Regions from separate parts of the Acanthopagrus latus genome. Here region 2 is linked to region 1. Evidence: chromatin contacts called from public Hi-C data. All regions are on one chromosome and are shown on one strand. Each heading gives the region's core, a stretch centred on a gene start, on an enhancer-like site or on the middle of the called end of the contact. The rest is flanking DNA. Distances are from core to core; before and after follow the strand shown.

Region 1 (3,391 bases), core at 454-2,953:
CTTTTGGTTTCCAGAGACTCCTCGGCATGTCTTTGAGCTTTTATTTTGTCACGCTCCCCCCCTACATTTTAACCATAATGTTAAGTACAAACCCCTCCCCCCACACTCCTTTTTCATTTTTAGAGCAGCTCGACCAGGCTGAGCTCTGTAGGAGTCACAGACGACCATTTCAGCACAAAGCAGGGAGCTGTAGGGATGAGATAGGGAAAAAAACAAAACAACCTGTAGCTGTTTGTGCGTTCAGTCACATCGATGCACTTCTCGCATCCTTCACCAGTGTCACCCTCCATCGAGCCCCCACACATCTCCGGTGTCATTCCTTAGAATTTAAGTTCTCCGGCATTCCTGGACTCTCCCCCAAAAGGGTCTCCCCGTCTCCTCCCCAGGGGCTGTGTGTGTGACGTTACGTGACTTGGTGTTTCGGCCCCCAGGGTGGAGCTGGCCCACGTCCGAAAAAGTGGCGGAGCTCACCAGCCAATCACAAATGTTATATGTGACCCCGGCCTGTTAGAGGTCGAAGGTCAACAGGAACATGGTACTGCTGTCGATAAAAACCACAAAATAAAATGGATATAGATGTAAACTGTATGTAAAATGTAAAAGGAACATATATTGCTATGATAATTCTTGCAGACACGGACATTAATGATTGCTATTATAATAATTGTTGTTAGTTCTGTTGATATTCAGATTCTTTTTTTAACAGTAACTTCCACATAGACAGTGATTTGACACCTGTTGTTCTGTGGTGCCGATCAGGACAACCAGTGCATGTGGGACTGGAACGAGGGATTACGGGTTAGCGCCACGAACATGAGGGTCAAAACAATAACCTGACATGTGTTTCACTGCAAAGTGAGTGTGGATTCTGTAAAAGCTCCTTTAAGTGGCCCATTAAAACTGGCTTCATTGTTTATCCTGTCTCCTCTCATTCATTCCTCTTTAATGTTGCAGGGAAGTTAAACACGCCTGTTTAGACACTCAGCAGTTTAACAATCGGCATGTAGAGTGACATTTTGCTGAAAATACTTTAAGTAACGCAGGGTTCACAGAATGGCTTTTTCCGATTGCACTCAAACGGATGTCACGGGCTCTTTGGAGCATTTTGAAAGCGGCTGTGACGGCGAATCCCAAGCAAATCAATAAAGCCTTCCAAAAGCTTTATTGATTCCTTTTTTTTTTTTTACGCACTGCGATGCACTTGTTAATTCTGCACATCTAAAATCTTTTGTTCTGAAGAAACACGAAGTAGGCCGTTTATCATATCATGCATGAGTTTGTCTATTTAGAGCAGTGCTCCCTGTTGTCCATAAGATGGCAACAGATATTAAGTAAGTGGCAGGGAGGAAGAAAGGAAGAGAGACAACAATCTGAAAGTCAATGAATGCTTTCAAATGATTTTTGTCATCCTGCTATGTCGACTAATGAGAGAGGCAGTTTATAAAGTAGACAGTGTAACAAGAAATCAGCCCACTCTTAAGTTTTGGGTGCCATGGATTCATCAACCCTGCTCACGTCACCAGCACACACTTTTTATAGGAGCAAGAAAAACACACTCTTGGTTTGTCTGGGAGGAAAAAGCCCTCAGAACCTCATTAGCATGGCTTTTGAAATAGCTTGTCATTACAAACTGAGAAAGGGCATATCCAGGCTTTCTCTATATTCATATTATAGAACTCTTAGGACACATTAGCTAATTAACTTGTGTCCGTCAGCGCTCATTATCATGGCATGTCCTCGTAGACCTTTGGCACGCGGCCACAAAGAAATACCTGCAGTTCATCAAAGGTCCAGAGAAGTGCCTAGGAGATGATCTACCTCTGGAGACTAATTAACGGCAAGGAGCTCGACATCAGCCCTTCAAATGAGCAAGAGAATTATTGGTTGTGTTTGAGGATGGCCCTCAGTGACGTCCGTCGGTGTGGACATCGCAGAACAATATAAAAGACACGTGTCATTTTACCCGGAGCATCAGAAGATCAGATGACTTCACCTCACACTGGCCAGAAGATGACGTGGCTCCCCACCAATTTCCAGAAGGCTACTGGGATGGACACGTCGAACAGGGTAAGACAGAGTTAGATTTTTCTATTATCTTAAAAACTATTGAGGGATTTGCAAATTCACCGTTAAAAGTTGTGTTAGTGTAGGAATTTGTTTGTGACCTTGTCTTTTTACTTCTATATACATTTTTCTCAAGAATCATTTCCTTCACATTTCCACATTATTTTGACCTCATCAAGACAGGGGTAGAAGAAGTAGAAGTATTTTGATACATTTCTTGTGTTACTACATATCAAAAGTTTATCTGCAAAAAAAACCCAAAACATATATACATGTGGCATTTGTAATGAGTACTTGACGTCAAAGATTTCACTTTATGTTTAAAGTGGTGGGGACAATTTTTTACTTTTTATTTTAGGCGTTGTAATGAGGGAAGTGTGTGACCTCAGAGTAGATAATAACAGGTGTAAACTTTTGCACATTTGCAATTAATTAGGCTCTTAAAATATGATATGATTGTTTATCATTGTTTCACTCAGTCGGTAAAAACCTAAATAGCATCCTAACATGATGAAGCCACAAAAACCTTTTTTTGGACGGACTTTTCTCCGTCCGAGGGGCTCAATCTCACACTGGACATTTTAAAAAGGTTGAAAAGCTTCCTGAGCAGGCATCAGGCGTTTTATTCAATGACTTTAAACAGTATTTTAGCTTTTTGTTCTCCTATCAACATAAACAAAAACAATCCTTTTTCTAAAATTTAGGAAGATCAGTAAAACCAAATAATCTACTGAAAACCACGTCATGTGCATCTGTAGTAGACTGTAGTATCATTTAACAAAAGAAAATGCATTTTATTAGCACGGAAATGATTTAGTTTATGTAATACCACTATGACAAGTGATTAAGGTATTAGCATGTAAATGTCAGTGAGATATTAATAGAGATTAAGTGATGATCCATGTCCTTTGTGCGCAGATCAATAATCGTGTGTAGTACCATTACCCTAACAGCTGGTCCTGCTGAGACTCTGTGTATCCATGACTCAAGATCAGGATTTGATGATGTTTATCAATATAAATGAGCATCATCTTTTATAAATTCAGTTCTTATTCTTGGAGTTTGTCCATCCATCCTTGATTCAGGCTTTTGTATCAATCGATCAGTAAGAACTGCTGAGCAACGTGTAATACATGTGTAAAACATACATATTAAATAATACTGACATTTCAAAGACATGCAGGTAAATAATTCTGTTTCTATCGTCATCGTGTATCAGAATGAACACATCTCTTTCTCCCAGCAGAAGGTCCTGGTGCTGGTGTTGATGCTGCTGCTGTCTCAGCTGGCATGTGACGCTCACAGCATGTCTGAGTGCTGCAGACAA
Region 2 (3,391 bases), core at 309-2,808, 130 kb before region 1:
TAAAGGGTATCAGGAGAGGTTAAGGGTCAAGCAATGCACACTGGGAAGCTCATTAAAGATAATAAGCTAATAAGCTGATCATGTGCCTACAGATTGAACTCTGCTTTATCTTCATTCAACTCGGTATTTTAAACCCTAATCAAATTAGCAGAACTCGAGTTTATAGGTTCTGTGAAATGGTCTGAGAATAAAATAGTTAAATCAATTTGAATTAACCTGTTAAACTAATGAGAAAAGAACAGAACAGAAGAATGTTGTTCTTGTGAAGAAAGAGGACATTTTGATACCAGACAGAAATCATTATTATATTCAAAATGTATTGTGTTAAACTCAAATGGCAGCATGTTACAGTTAAAGCTGCTTCTACATTAATCTAGTTCTGTTTTATTTTACTTTTATTTCTACCTTACAATGAACACACTCTTCATACTCAAGCTAATCCTCCCGCAAACACTACTGCAAGCATGTTGATACCACAGCTTCAACTTGTAAAAGGAGAATTTTCCAGCGTTTTACAAAAGTCAGGGATTTAAATACTTTTCTCCAACAGTCATCATGTGCTCACATTGTGGCCTTGACAACAGTGTGTTGTTCTCTTTGTGTCTGCATGTGCCTCAGGCCAACATTGTCCTCTAATTAATTTTGGCAGGTTTATCTTTGGTTCCTGTCACCACATCTCCCGTGTGTGTGTGTGTGTGTGTGTGTGTGTGTGTGTGTGTGTGTGTGTGTGTGTGTGTGTGTGTGTGTGCATTAATTTAAATTTATCCAACTCGCACATATGGTGCCTGAACCGGGAACCAACAAATCTGATTTTATGTGATTTTCTGGAGGTAAAAAAAAAGAAAAAAGAAAAAGAAGTAAATAAATACTAGATCCGTTTTGTACCAGACGGCGTCGCTGTTCTCCAGACTGAGGGCGACAGATTTGGGCGCGATGCTCCTGAGCTGGATTGAAGATTGAATGCACATTAGATTAGATTTAATCTAATCAACCGGTCTGCCTCTAAAGTAAGTGCGGCAGACAGCAGCTCTGATCACAGCGAACCAGAGAAAAGTGAGTCTGAGATCAGCGACCTGCACCGAAGAGTGCTCTCACTTTTTTATCTATCTGTGCACATCATAATAATAATAATCAGTAGTATTGTCATTCTAATTGTTATTGTTACTTTAAGATGTTTTATGTGCATTTTTAATATACAGCACTGACAGTCAATTCAGACGATGTCAACAGAAATAAAATGCAAACAAATAAAATAAATAAATAATCACCATAATAAATAATGTTTCCGCAGATACAGAAAATGATAATAATTGTCATATTATTAATATTATAATACTACTATTATCATCGTTATCATAAGTTATCCTTTGAATAGCGAACACAAATAAAAAAAGACAATAAAAATAAATGTTGATTAATTTAAAGATACTTATAATATAAAATAAACAAATAAATAAATACATAAATAAACAGCAACAGGTTCAGCAGATACAACACGTGACAACACGGTGTCTGTCTCTTGTTATTATCGCCTCCTCCGACCTGAATCCACCGCTGCTCGTCCAAACCGATCGATGATCAGCGGGACAGAAATCTGCGGAAAGTGTTGAACCCTGTCAGACGTTCAAGAGCCACCGGAAGTGGGCGGTTTATGCCTGTGCGTGTGTGTGTGAGTGAGTGAGTGAGTGAGTGAGTGAGTGAGAGAGAGAGACAGAGAGAGAGAGAGAGAGAGAGAGAGAGCAGTGAACTAAAGCGAACTGTTGCAAACTAGACGGCTGACTGAGCGGCGGACTGACCGGGAGATCTCTGTCGCAGCCTCTCCTTCGCGTTTTATGAGCACGGACAGCGGCTCGGGTCGCTCCACGGAGGTAAGGCTGACACTTCTCCACGTCTTTTTTCCACTGTGTGTCGTGTGAACGTGGATTGGGGGGGTGTTGAAAGTCCTCCGTTGCGCAATGAAGAGTCTTGACAGCGCTTTTGTAAACAAACTGCGAGTGCGGCACCGCAACGGAGGAAAGAAACCCCGCACACGGCTGCGTGGAGTAAACAATTTCTTGTCGGGTGGGAGTTTGGGGGGCGGTGTAGGTTTTTATTATTATTATTTTTTTCTCTTTCTGCGACTTCTTCCCTGAACAGTGCTGAATCAACAGGCAGCTCCCCCCGGTCCTATAATAACCTCCACGGACTGACAGCGTGTCTCCGGTGCCCGTGGAGCGCGCTGTCACTGTCTTTGCCGCGTGTGACTTCACTGCGTAAACTTGTTGGGTTCTCGCTGCCTTTCTGCTCGTGAAGTGCGAGTTTATCTCCCGGTGTGACCTACACGAGGCGTTCAAGTGCCAACCCAGCTGAAACAGGACCACGAAGATAACCCGTGGCGGCTCTCACAGCCAGCGCCGACAGGCTCCGTCTCGTAAATGAGCGTTATACAGCTCTCATGAGCCTAATAGCGGTACGAGTCAGACTTTACGAGTCTGACAGGTGAGAGAGTCTGACTGAGAGCTTTTTGTTCAGGATCCTCAACTCAACTCTGCCGCGTTCGGGTCCAGTTTGAGCCCCGTTCATCAAGGATTTGGGGGGATTTTTTTTTTTTTTTCAGTTCACATGTCAGAGAGGGACCTTGTCCTCTCTGTGCTCATTTCTCTGACAGCTGTACAGATTAAAACTTCACATGCAGAGATAGATAATATGCAGGGCTCAGGTGCAGTCTAGTTGTACTGGTGCGCCTAACTTTTTAAAAAAATATTATTTACGTGCACCAGCACGTCATTCAGGTGCACCCAGTTTCTTATCACATGATGCAAAGTAATTGCAAACAGGAAGTAATGTGATTAAAAATGAACCTCTCCGTCTCTGCACTGGTGCCATTAATAACAGTGCCCTGGTATGATTTTGATAGACATGAATTTTGCATCACAGTTTTCATTTTCTAGTGTGGAAAAGCTATTAAACATATGATGAGTCTGTGAGATTTATAGGATATCGTCATTAAATGCTGCTCCTGCAGTTTGGTTTATGTTATAGCTCCACATATTCACGATAATATCTCAGTTATTTGCTCAGCCATAATTGCTTTGGTTTAAACTAAATGGCAGCAGGTTAATTGTTTTGGTCCGGCTGTAACATAAAACAAGCTCCTTCAAATATAATTAAACATCTTTTTTGAATGGGTGTGTTCACGTTTCTTACCAGCACAGACGATATGCAGGTTTCTTTGCAAAAGCATGAACATTAATAATATGAATGTGGGACTAGAATGCGACTCAGAACGCATACCTCTGCCAATACCAACAGTTAACCGCTAACCTAATATCAAACTGGAGAGCTTGACTGCCATAACTTATTAACCATAATTTAAAGGTCCTGCTTTTTTACAATATTTGATTTTGGGTCT

Evidence for each region. Hi-C and Micro-C count contacts between places; a contact is called where the count stands out from the background.
Region 2: a Hi-C map of muscle shows a contact between it and region 1, with 4 times the contacts expected there. The contact joins the promoter of stat5a here to the promoter of hcrt in region 1. A contact is called at or near these places in 2 of 4 Hi-C or Micro-C datasets (both in muscle).

The regions. Positions count from the first base shown.
Region 1 is chr23:17,921,507-17,924,897 of fAcaLat1.1, reverse strand. hcrt (orexin) reads left to right here and starts at 1,703. Exons shown (of 2, transcript XM_037089206.1): 1 at 1,703-2,067; 2 at 3,311-3,391. The coding sequence starts at 1,984. si:ch211-210g13.5 (inactive phospholipase C-like protein 2) reads left to right here. Exons shown (of 6, transcript XM_037088901.1): 6 at 1-916.
Region 2 is chr23:18,050,986-18,054,376 of fAcaLat1.1, reverse strand. stat5a (signal transducer and activator of transcription 5A) reads left to right here and starts at 1,558. Exons shown (of 20, transcript XM_037087818.1): 1 at 1,558-1,868.